2 separate regions of the Macaca fascicularis genome follow, and region 1 is linked to region 2. The links are chromatin contacts, called in public Hi-C maps. All regions are on one chromosome and are shown on one strand. Each heading gives the region's core, a stretch centred on a gene start, on an enhancer-like site or on the middle of the called end of the contact. The rest is flanking DNA. Distances are from core to core; before and after follow the strand shown.

Region 1 (6,343 bases), core at 2,792-5,291, 160 kb before region 2:
GAAAGGCGTCTGACCTCGGGCGGCCTGGGCCATGGGGGCCTTGCCTACCTCTCTGCCGTACCAATCTCCTATTCATTAATTCATGAACCCCAGGGGAGCGAGGAGTGGGATGGGGGTGGGAGACAATTTTCAGAGAAGTACAGAAATCTCAAAACTACAGAGGGGACCCCTGCTGCGGAAGGTAGAAAATCTGGAGGAAGGCTGGGAGCAGTGGCTCACGCCTGTAATCCCAACACTTTGGGAGGCCGAGGCGGACGGATCACGAGGTCAGGAGTCCGAGACCAGCCTGGTCAATATGGGGAAATCCCATCTTTATTAAAAATATAAAAATTGGCCGGGCGCGGTGGCTCAAGCCTGTAATCCCAGCACTTTGGGAGGTCGAGACGGGCGGATCACGAGGTTAGGAGATCGAGACCATCCTGGCTAACACGGTGAAACCCCGTCTCTACTAAAAAAAAATACAAAAAATTAGCCGGGCGAGGTGGCGGGCACCTGTAGTCCCAGCTACTCGGGAGGCTGAGGCAGGAGAATGGCGCAAACCCGGGAGGCGGAGCTTGCAGTGAGCTGAGATCCGGCCACTGCACTCCAGCCTGGGTGACAAAGCGAGACTCCGTCTCAACAACAACAAAAAAAATAAATAAAAATAAAAATTAAAATTAACCGAGCATGGTGGCGTGCGCCTGTAGTCCCAGCTACTCGGAAGGCTGAGGCAGAAGAATCGCGTCAACCCGGGAGGCGGAGGTTGCAGTGAGCCGGGATCATTGCACTCTAACCTGGGGCACGGAGCAGACTCTAAAAAAAAAAAAAAAAAAAAAAAAAAAAATTCTGGAGGAAGAACTGGGGTTAACTAGACAAGGGGCAGGACTGGAGAGGAGGAAAGGACACAGATGAGACCCTACTGCGAAGGCCTGTGTCTTACCATTGCTGAAATACCCTATGGCAGAAGCAGCTAGCCTTAGACAACGGTTCATTCATTCAGTGACAGGCAATGGAGGTAAGCCTCTATCTTCGAGGATGGGATGATGGAGCAGGGAGACAATAAACGATTAAAAATCAAGTTATAAGTTGGTTAAGTTGGGGGGATCGGGGGGGCAGAAAGAAGCAATGAGGGACGGTTGGGGTTAGCAGTGTGGGTTGTTTAGTAATAATGGGGTGATCTGGGAGGACTCATCTGAAGATGAGTAAGGGATCTCAGCAAAGCAGGACCGCACCCTCCGGCCCGGTATTTAAACGAATTTGGTTTTTAAAGAAGAATCCAAGGGTTGGAGCTGGGCCCGCAGTGGCTCACGCCTGTAATTCTAGCCCTTCGGGAAGCCGAGGTGGGCGTATTTCGAGACCAGCCTGGTCAACATGGCGAGACCCCGTCTCTGCAAAAAATACAAAAATTAGCCGGGCGTGGTGGCGGCGCACACCTGTGGTCCCAGCAACTTGGAAGGCTGAGGTGGGCGGATCGCTTGGGCCCCGGGGATGTTGCGGCTGCTGTGATCAGAGATTGCGCTGTTGCACTCCAGCCTGGGCGACAGAGTGAGACCCTGTCTCAAAAATAAATAAATAAATAAATAAATAAATAAATAAATAAATAAATAGAATACGCCGGGCTCACGCCTGTAATCCCAGTACTTTGGGAGGCCGAGGTGTGTGTATCACTTGAGGTCAGGAGTTCGAGACCATCCAGCCTGATCAACATGGTGAAACCCAGTCTCTACTAAAGAAGCACAGGCGTGGTGGTGCATGCCTGTAATCCCAGCTACTTGGGAGGCTGAGGCAGGAGAATCACTTGAACCTGGGAAGTGGAGGTTGCAGTAAGCCGAGATCGCGCCATTGCACTCCCGTCTGGGCAACAAGAGCGAAACTCCGTCTTAAAGAAAAGAATAATAAAAATTAAAAAAAATAAAAAATATAAAGAATCCAAGCGACAGGAGTTGTCTTGCTATGGGGCCGGCCGGATGGGCTCTCGGGGTAGTTTAGGGGAGTCGCACTGCGCTACCAGCCCGCGCCTCAGGTTCACGACCCAGCGGCAACTTGGGCACGCATAAGCGCGTCATCCATGGGAAAGCGCTCAGGACGGCCAGAGACGCCACAACGGAGCAGTCACCTCGCGAAGGAGGCTTCCGTGAAGAGTGAGTGTCGAGACCCACACTGAAGAGGAAAAAGGGCCTAGAGGCTGCACAGATGAGGTCGCCAGGAGGGACGAAATGGAGACCGAGCAGCGTCCGGACCCCCGGGCGGGGACGCTGTGACCCTGTGCTGTAGGATTGGGACCCAGACAGGAGCCGAGGAGGAAACGACGTGCTTCTGTGGAGCTTTAGGACTGCGGGGGTTAGGGACACAGGTTCATGGAAATTGTCTGGAAGGGCGTGGCCGCAGGAAGGGCCGCCTCCGCCAGGCGCAGGCGCGCTACGGGGCGGGAGGGGGAGGAGCCTTACTCGCGGATGCGCCCTGCCCCGCGAACAAATATTTGACATTCCGGGCTTATCGGGAGGCGGGGTCCGAAGAGCAACGTTCTCCCTTCCCCCCGCGCCTGATTTGCTTACCGTTTCCGGGGGAAGAGACACATGGGCCAGTGCCCTGGTGGGCGGTCCGGAGATGGGCAGCCGCGCACCAAGGCCCGCCTCCACCTGTAAGGAAAGTAAAGTGCTAGTGGCTCGAACCCGCCGGGCGAAGGATGCACTTTCCTTTCTCTCCCTGTCGCCGTGTCCGGGCGGGAGTCATTTCCGTCCCGGGCGCCTGTTTCTTTAGCTGCCAAGTGGAGCCACGCCGAGCTCTCTAGCCCCGGGCCTCGCCCCTTCCCCGGGCATGAGCTCTGGGGATGCGCCAGGGTGCTCCGCTCTCTCCATTGTCCGGGGACGGGGATGCAGCACCCTCCTTGTTCGAAAGCGCGTGGCGTGGCTCCTGTCTCAGTCTCGAGTCGGGCTAGGCAACCGCGTGACTCAGTTCCCGCCAGGCTGGAGCCCCCTCCTTCCTGCTGGATTATTCCGTTTCTCAGTCACTTATTCAGTTTCTCAGTCACCTCCCTGGGAGAGTTTGGGAAAGTAAGGAACGGCCGGGAAATGCACCATAAAGGAGCCTCACCAAGCTCCACTGGGCGAAGGGGGCACTGGGAGCCCCCAACGCGGGACTGTCAATGGGGTTGTAGGTGCGGGATGGAAAAGGGAGGATCCGCAGCCCGCACGCGCGCACACACGCTCAACGCTAGCTCCCCCATCCGCCAGAGCGCTCGCAATCTCCAGGCAGCTTCTCCATCGTCGAGAAAGGGACGAAAGCAGGAAGGCCCCCACACGTGGGAGTTCCGAGGCTCCAGGCCCCTTCTACCCCTCTCAGCCTTGTCTAGGGTGCAGCTCTCTGGGGTTGGGGGGGTTCCTTTCCCCCAGCATTGAGGCCTGCTCACTTCCAACCCACAACGACTTCTCAGTGCCAGGCTACCGCTCGGCCCTAGCGTCTGCATGGACAAACCCTTACCTGTGATCCCTGGTGACCACCCCACAGCTCTAACAACCCTGATGTTCCCGCCGCCCTCCCCTTTCCCAGCTGACTTCTGGTGATCCCCCCACAGGGTGATACCCGGCAACTCTCGCCGCCCCCTTGACCCTTTGACTTCCATCAACCCCAGACCTGCCGTGGTGACCCCCATAGCCCCTAGACTGCCTCCTGGCGCCTTCCATAGGTCCTGTGTGACTCTCTCGGAGTAGAGAAGGCCTCTTGCATGGTCCTTTGCAGAGGCCTGACGGCCCCTGGGGAAGAGTGGGGGGAGAGCGAAGAACGGGTTAGCCCCAAGAATCAGGCAGGACCAGCCCTAGAAGCAGGAATCCGGATCCTGAGCGTACACCCACACCGGGATTATGAGTTCTTGCGTCCTGGGCTGGGTTGTGGCGGCCCTCCCCCAAGGTTCCCGGGGCCGCCCCTGTCACGTGGCCGGCGGGGCAGGCAGGTAACTAGCCTGGAGAGGGCGTGGGCCGGTAGCCGCCCCGCCCCGCGGGGCGCCACGGGCGGGTCTCGGCAGCGCCCACTGAGCCAGCCGGGCCGCAGGTGCCGCCCCCGACACACGGTGTCCCGCCCAAGCTGATCCGCGTCTGCCGTCGGTCGGTGCCTGCGTGCGCCTCGTCGGTCCGCGTGTGTCTGGCCGAGCGCCGCCTTCCTCTGCGGCCATGACTCCGCCGCCGCCCCCGCCCCCAGGCCCTGACCCCGGGGCTGACCCCGCCGCAGACCCCTGCCCCTGTCCCGGATCACTGGTCGTCCTGTTCGGGGCTACGGCGGGTGCGCTGGGACGAGACCTGGGCTCGGATGAGACCGACTTAATCCTCCTAGTCTGGCAAGTGGTTGAGCCGCGGAGCCGCCAGGTAGGGTGGAAAGGAGGCGGTGAGGTCCCCAGGGAGCTTCCGGGGTCGAGGGGCGCGGCTGATCGGTTTCCCCCGCCGCTCACAGGTGGGGACGCTGCACAAATCTCTGGTTCGCGCCGAGGCGGCCGCACTGAGTACGCAATGCCGCGAGGCTAGCGGCCTGAGCGCCGACAGCCTGGCGCGGGCAGAGCCGCTGGACAAGGTGCTGCAGCAGGTGAGCGCTGGGGTGGGTGGCGGCACGGCCTGGCCGTGAGGACATTTCTGGGCGGGAGAGGCTGCCGGAGGCTAGACCTGGCGTGCCGCAACCAACCGGACCGGGCGGCAGGACGGGGTCTTGTTTGAAACTTTGAGCGACTCTCGCGTGTGCGTGTCCCTTTCATCCGCGCGTGCCGGCCATTCCCCTGGGCGCCTTACTTTTCAACCATTGCAGGAACCTACTCCTACCGAAGGGATCGGGACGCAGGCTTTGGGATCCATCCCCAGTTCCCGCCCGGGGAGCGAGGCCGAGACGCCTTTGGGAGACCTGCTGGGTCAGGTCTCCCTGAGCCGCAGTCGGAAGCGAAAAGGGTCGAGGGGCCCATATAGGTCGCCAGTCCTTGCCGCCCGCGTCTTCGGCCCGCTTGGGAGCCGCTGGAGTGGAGGCGTAGGGCGGTGTCGGCCCTAGAGGTAGACGCCGCCAGGTGTAAACTGCTCGTCTAGGCCTGTCCCGGCCGGCTGGCCAGGCGTGGGCGCTGTCCCGGCCTGGCCTGGGGGACTATCTGCCTGCTGAGTGCAAAGGCCTGGGGTGCTTCCTGCCCTAGCTGAAGTGGGAGGTGGTTTCCATTGCTGTTTTCTTTTCCTTATCTTCACTACGTCGCTCACTCTGTGTCTGACTCTTGAGTGTAATAGTCTAAGTCCTTTATACGCACACATTCTTTCATCTTCCAACAACTCTTGTGGTTCCTGATGAGGAGGCACCACGATGATGATTCTTTGTTTCAGAAGGGCTTTGGGCCCTTCACTTGGGGAGTTTGCTGGAGGAGAGCTGGGTTGCCTTGCTCTGTCAGCCTCAGGTTGTAAAGTTTCACCGAATTGGCAGGGAGGGTCCGTGGATCAGTGATTAGTGCTTATACTTCTCCAGCCAGCATGGAGGCTGGGGGAGGGCTGGGCAGCCTCAGGAGTGCCACCCCCTCTATGAGCAAACAGCTCAGTGCCAGCCGGTCGATAGGGTGTGGGTCAAAGCTCATGCTGCCCCTGATGTCCAAGTGTGGAGCTCTGTCCTTGGAGTTTCTCTGCCCCTCGGTTGGTCAGACCTGGAGGCGGGGCTGCCATTGACCATGAGCCTTCTGGGCCTCAGGCAGGACTGGGCCTCCCCCACCTGTCTGAGGGTGGTGCCTGGTCAGAGACAGGTTTAACCTGCTTTGCTCCGCCTCTTCCCACCTGCTTGTCCCACTCCAGGTGTTTGCTCTGGCCCCACTCCAAACTCCTGGAGTGTGTGTGTTGAGGGCTTGGGTTATGTGATTGCCCTCATTTGGCCTGGAGGAGGTGACAGTGGACTGGAACAAGGTTGGGGGGTGAGGGGAAGGGACATAGGGCTAGGCTCAACAGGTGTGGCCTCTTCTTCCCAGGCAGGATAGGGTTGAACATCTGGCTGAACCAGCTTTGCAGCCTGCCTCCTTCCTCCTCTTACCCTCACTTCCTGCCTGCCCAGCTGTGAATCTGTGTGTTTCTCTCTCCCCACTCCCTATCCCCAGTTCTCACAGCTGGTGAATGGGGATGTGGCTCTGCTGGGCGGGGGCCCCTACATGCTCTGCACTGATGGGCAGCAGCTATTGCGACAGGTCCTGCACCCTGAGGCCTCCAGGAAGGTATGCCCCTGAAGGAAAACCGGGCGGGGGGGCAGGGTCAGTAAGGGTCCCAGGACCCCTGTTGTCCTGAGGGTGGGCAGGGCACTCATCCCCAATCCTATGTGCCCCCAGAACCTGGTGCTCCCCGACACATTCTTCTCCTTCTATGACCTCCGAAGA
Region 2 (6,354 bases), core at 1,249-3,748:
ATTGTGTTCCTTTATACACACACACACACACACACACACACACACACACACGATGGAATATTATTCAGCCACAGAAAGGAATGAGGTAGTCAGACACAAAAGGTCACATATTATATTACCCTATTTACATAAAATATCCAGAAGAGGTACCATAGAGACAGATCCCAGACTGGTGGCTGCTAGGGATTGGGAGGAGGGAAGGGAAAATATGGGGCAACTGTTTAATGGATACTGAGTTTTCTTTTGGATGAATAAAATGTTTTAGAAGTAGACAGAAGCAGTAGCTGCACAACACTGAATGCAGTAAATTGTTCACTTTAAGAAGGTTTGTTTTTTCATACGTATTTTGCCTTAATATTAAAAAAAAAAACTTTTAAAAAATTACCGCTCAAAATATTTTAAAGTGGACTTTTTGTCACAAATAAAACTGCGGATGTTTACCTTTGGAAATTTCAGTTATAAATCAAGCTACAGATAACTCCTTTTAGACCTATTTTAATAGCAAAATGGCTTTTGTGTATGACAAAGATCATTAAAATTTTTTTCATAGCTTTGAAATGTTATTCAATATTTTGGTTGTATATACAATTCCTACTTATGTAGTCACTCAATTCCTTTATTATTCATATGTTTGGTTAACACCCTTATTGATCATATATTTGTATATAATATGCTCTAATCAAGTTTGTGCCCAATAAAAGTTTGCTGACATCATCAACTGTTTCTCTCTTTTACAATAAAAATACTCAAGCTGTTTTTCTTTCAAGTCCCGATAATCTAGGTACAATTCAATGCTACACTCTTCACAAATGCCACTTTTTTTGTTTCTTCCTCTACTACAAAATGCATCACCATTCACAGATTTCCTAGTAGCACAGTTATTACTTGGACTATGTGTCTCCTCCAACTACTTCCCAAACTCCTTAAGGAGCCTCAGTCCTCTGCATCATCATCATAACACAACAAGGTCCGTAAGAGTGGTTCAACGTAATAGGTGCTCAAATTATGTGAATGGAATTGAAAATAAACGCAGCCAACACATAACTATTATAAATTATGTACTACAGTGAAAAAGACATCTAGCATATTAAGACTAAAAGGACCAATAAAATAAGTACCGCCTAGAGAATCCTCATGCCTCACGTTCAGGTATGTTTTGCAATGCAACTCTACAGAACAGTCTATTGAACATCAACATGAACATTAAGAAATTCACCTCACACCAGGCAAGAAAAAATATCTTACCCATTTCCTTTGCGAAGTTCGTATGCATATGTAACAGGGAAACTGAACTTAATGAACCACAGTATTCCAAACCAGGTCACAAAAGACCTCTAAGTCCCCAGTCATCCTGTTTCTATTTCCTGATTGGTCTGACCTGCAAGCATTATGGTGCCCAGCTTGCCCAATTCAAGATTTCCTTTAAAATATCTGCCAAGGAGAGGTTTTTCTTTAAATAAAAATCGACTTCTAGAACTTTCCAGGAAAATTATGAAAAAAGCAACCCGCGATTAAAAAAAAAAAAAAAATCTTCCGGAACATTTTATTCAAGTAAGGAAATCGAGTCTCCAGAAAAGTCCCGTTACAGTTACACTTCGAATTAACTGTGGGTGATAAACTTGCACGAGTGGACGTTAACTCGAAAGCATTACTCTCCTAGCAAAGTAGATTTAAAGAAACATGTGCGTGATTTTTAGAGGGGTCCTACCGTTGAAAAACAAGCATCTTTCAAACGCACATTTCAAGAAACGACCTAGAATAGATGAAAAACCCAGTGCGCTAACAATTCACAGGGACATTTTCCTTGCAACACATTGGCAAAGCAGCAACAACCAGACGCCACTTGGGCAGCAGCCCGGACCCTGGGCCTCCAAACCCCGATCGTCCCGGAGTCGAGTTCCCCACTAGTTTGCTTCCAGCCAAGCCCGCCACCACTTCCACGTTGCAGCGACCCACACGCCTCCTCAGCGATTTAAATCCGTTTTTAACTCGCCACACACACGCGCGCGCGCGCACACACACACAAGGGGTTATCGGTCTCCGGTCATCCAAGAGAACAGGGAGGGAGCGAGAGATCCTGCGAGCGAGAAGCGGGGTCGCTCCACGGTCCCGCCTGGCCCGGCACCCACCTGCAGGCCGCGAGCCCGGGGGCGGCGGCGCCGGCGCCCCGTCCTCGCCAAAGACGAGTTTGAAGTCGAGCTCGTCGTGGGCACCACAGTTTGCAGTAGTCATCGGCGTGGCCCAGGGTGCTGCGGCTCTTCCTCAGGCGGCGGCGGCGGCGGCGGCGGCAAGCGGCGGCAAGCGGCGGCAAGCGGCGGCAGCAGCTCCTTAACGCCGCTTCATGCCGGGCCGCGCGGGCCAAGAGGTCGCAACTCCACAGCAAACTTTCCGGGCGGGGCCCGGGACGGCGAGCGTTCCGTTCCGAGCTAGAAAGCTGGCCGCGCGCCGAGCAGCACCAGGAGCCGCAGCCGCCCGCCACCGGTGCCTAAGCCTCCACTGTCGCCTTAGCCAATATTCCCCGCCCCCCAACAGTCGCCGCCACCGCCGCCGCGGGCGCGCTCTCGCGCCGTGCCGCGCGCCCGGCCCCGCCCCCTACGCGTGCCCGTCCGACCTGGCTGCCCATTGGCTACTAGCGCGGCGAACTGGTGCCGGGCCCCGCCCCCTCACAGGCCTATCGCGTAACTCGGTCTCCGCGAGAAGGAAGTCACGTGAACACCCAGCCCCGAAGAGCCCAGTTATTTCTCGGGAGTTGTAGTTGGTCTGCGTTCCCTCGGCGATTCCTTCTAAATTAGACGAGAGAAGGCCGATAGCCTCTGTAATTGGATAGGGGACCACCACTGGCCAGTGGAGAAGACCTTTTTCCTCATTGGGCGGAGCTCATGTTCAAGAAGGGGTGCCGAAGCACTGAGGTTCTGGGTTCGGTGATGTGGGTGCGCATCGTGTTACTCCTGATGGCTGGCTTTAGGGAAGGCATTAGGGCCCCGCAGGGTTACCTGGACGCCGCCCACATCCTCATCCCCCCACCTCAACTTTAATGGCTGAGTCTCCAGAGGGCGGGGACCGGACCTAGTGTCCAGCTAGGTTGGGGCGAAACCGAAGGAGGCAGGTTGCGCGACAAGTCCGGACTCTGAGCTCGCGGTCGCCGCAGGCCCACCCTCTGCGGGGCGGAGCCTGCGCTCCGGTGGCTGCGCCTTTGTCCCTACTAGCGGGCCCCCGCAGCTGCTCCCTAGACAGCGTGCGCGTTTGAGGCCTCGGCGAAGCCCAATGGGCAGGGCCTGTCCCTTGCTGGAAGTTGAGTAGATTGAGCGGGAGAGCCAGTTGTGAGCTCTGTGTCCTGGTGCATATCCATGAAAGCGGGAGGGATGAAGCCGCCCAAATTGGGTGTCTGGCAGTGGAGAGGAAGTGACACTGCCTAAAGAACCGTTTTCGTGATCTGCCCTTCTCGAGCAAGCTAGCCTTCCCGAGATGGCCCAAGACGCCTCCTCCTGGGGTCTGGGATGAAGGCCGTCCTTGGGGACTGGGAGCCTGACTTGTTTACCTAGGGCTCCGCTGAGGCGCAAGGTGGACGGGGAGGTGAGAGAAGTGGGGTGACCGCTTCCCCCAGCTCCGTGCCCCGGGCACAAGGCCCACAGGGTATAGCATCCCTAGATGCGCGTTGCTGGAGGAACCCAGAGCTGTGTCTGAGGCTTGGGTACAGGTGCATCCAAGAAATGCTGCCCTCTCAGAGGATACAATAGGTTGTAAAAAAAAAAAAAAAAAAAAAAAAAAAAAAAAGAGAGAGAAAAGAAAAAAAAGAAATGCCGCTCTCACAAGGCCTACAGCACATTCCACACCGCCCACAAAAGCCAGTGGAAGAGAGGGTAAAGGGAAGCTCCTTGCAGAGATCTCAATCTCTGGACAGACACTTGAGCTACCAGGGAGCCCTAGAGGGAGCCAAACTAGACGTTGGGTCAGGAAGACAGGGAATGTCCAGAGCATCCAAGACGTTCATCTTGTATTGGTTCATTTCTGCCCAGTGTTCTGTACCGGTACCTGTGCTGTTCCTGGGGATTCAGAGATAAATTAAGTCTCCCTTCAGGGGTAGGGGAGAGGGGACCAGCAAATCTATAACTACTGTGCAAAGAAATGAGGGTTGTGCCAGGAGCTCAGAGACAGTTCATAAGCCCGCTGGCTGCAGGGCCTTGACGGGTTAGTAGGAACTGGAGTGACAGGCAAGAAGTGAGCAAGTTTCATTCCAGGCAGAGAACAGATTTCCAAAGACTTGATGACCAGAAAGTACCTGCAGTGGGCAGAAGCCAAAGGTGGGGCTGGATGAATGGGCAGAATGCTGCAGGCCACTGCAAAGTGTCTGGACTTTATCCTGACGGCAGTAGGGAGCAGTGGAAGGACTTAGAGCAGGGGATTTACATGGTCAGCATTCTGGATGGATCACTGGATTCAACTGGGACAGGGGTGAATGAAGTTAGAGGAAGAAGGTAACAGTGGTCAAGGAGAGGGAACAACTGGCATCAGATGGGTGGAATATCCTTCCTGGTAACCTGTCCTGCCTGCAAATCTCCAACCTTGAGGGCCTCAGTGTGGAACTTGGGGCCCAAATGCCACATCAGCTCTGGAGCCCTCTGCCTCAGGCAGGCTGCTGGTCCACCTATTTGTACCACATATACCAGGATCCTGATACAGTATAAGGTCCCAGAGGCTTGGCCAGCTCATCTGAAGTCCTTTCAGACATGACTTCACCTAAACCATGGGATCAGCCATAGTCAGACCAGATGGCAGGCAGGAGGGAGACCTTGGGCTGGTCAGCCCCTCCACTGGGAAGGGACCACAGAGAAGCTGTAGATGGCTTGAAAAATTCAACCACACATCAAATGCTCAGCTATGCATCTATGTTCCCAGCCACTGAGCACCTGGAGAACACTTAGAACAGGTTACATTGTAGGGAGGGTTTCTGATCTGGGGTAAACTGAGAAGCTACCAAGGAATGGTGAGGGCTGGGACATGGATGGGCACCAACTGCAGGAAGGGAGTCACCATGTGTGTAAGAAAGTCAGCAATGGCTGGGAACTCTGCAGCCTGTGAAGGGGTCTGACCACACACACCGATATGTACATACTCTTTCAGCCTTTGCCCCAGCTAGGGCCAGGACGTCCCCCCATGAGCTCTTCCTCAGGCAGTTCCAAAGCTCCTGCAGGTCATCTGGGCCCAGCTCCATCCCTCTGGGAGCCCTGTGAGACCAGGAGGCCCACAGGACCAGCGCAGCAGGTGGAACCCCAGGGTGGACAAGGGCTATGTGGGTCACTGTACAACCACTCTCTCCTGTATGAATGCCACCCAAGACTGGGAATTAGGGAAAGCCATCTTTATCATCAGCTGTCACAGGACTGGCCCTAAGCACCCATTGTTGAAGTTCTTCAGTGCCCTCTGAGCCATGGGATGACACAGTTTAGCCTACCCCAGTCCCTTATTCCCCATTAGGCAAAACAGGAGCCTCTGAGGAAATTCAGAGTTTAGAAAAGTTCTTCCTCTCCATGCCAAACATCCCCCTTTGTCCCAAGCTCTTGTTTGATTCTTCTGTGCCTGCTCCCCAGACCCATGCCAAGGTAGCCACAGGGGACACAAGGACTGCCCTTGAGCAGCTCCCAATCTGGGAGGAGAGGATAAGACCAGCCAACTACAACCTCAGAAAGCTAGTTGCTGAAGTCAGCACAGGGTGCTGAGAAGACAGGGTCAGCACTTTGTCCTCAAATGCCAGGCTGAGGAGTTTGGACTTGATCCAGAGAGCAGACTTAAGAGACCCATGGGAAGAGTTCTGAGCAGAGTAACACCTGGAAGGACCCAAGTGTCTGGAACTGCAGGTAGAAGAGATTCTTTGCACACAGCCCAGTCTTCCTGCTGTGGCCTTTGAGAGACCTGCCACCCTCTCCAGCCTTACTCATCCCTTCCTCTCATGCTCATACCAAAACCATTTGTCCCCCAAATGTGATGAGCTAAGAGGAAATCCTCAATCAGGCTGGCTGGAATGGATGGATGTTGTGCTGTGGCTACTAGCCCAGGGAGAGGTTTGGGAATCTAAGTGGCCTAGTTTAAGGTGGAAATGGTGAGAACAATGGGCAGAGCTTTCAGGCCTAACTGCGCCCCCTCCACCCCCCGTCAGTCCCATCCTTGGGCAGGTCACTTTGAGATCAGGAAAGGCAACACTGAGGTGTGCTAAAGTGAGATCATTTGAGGACCAACATATTCAACCAGGATCTCTGCCACATCCTTAGTCACAGAATATATACTAGACCCACCCCACCTTCCCCCCCTGTGAAGGATCCTCTCCCCAGTACTTCCCAGGTCCCTCAAAGCCCCCAC

The links. A called contact is a pair of places that touch in the nucleus more often than the background predicts.
Region 1: a Hi-C map of liver shows a contact between it and region 2, with 2.0 times the contacts expected there. The contact joins the promoter of ESRP2 here to the promoter of LOC101925346 in region 2. A contact is called at or near these places in 2 of 2 Hi-C or Micro-C datasets (liver and skeletal muscle).

What each region holds. Positions count from the first base shown.
Region 1 is chr20:64,301,007-64,307,349 of T2T-MFA8v1.1, reverse strand. It overlaps ESRP2 (epithelial splicing regulatory protein 2), which reads left to right and starts at 4,041. Exons shown (of 15, transcript XR_012429048.1): 1 at 4,041-4,337; 2 at 4,423-4,551; 3 at 6,071-6,184; 4 at 6,296-6,343. LOC101925346 (lysosomal phospholipase A and acyltransferase) reads right to left here. Exons shown (of 16, transcript XR_012429041.1): 10 at 2,535-2,618.
Region 2 is chr20:64,137,857-64,144,210 of T2T-MFA8v1.1, reverse strand. It overlaps LOC101925346 (lysosomal phospholipase A and acyltransferase), which reads right to left and starts at 2,498. Exons shown (of 16, transcript XR_012429041.1): 1 at 2,130-2,498.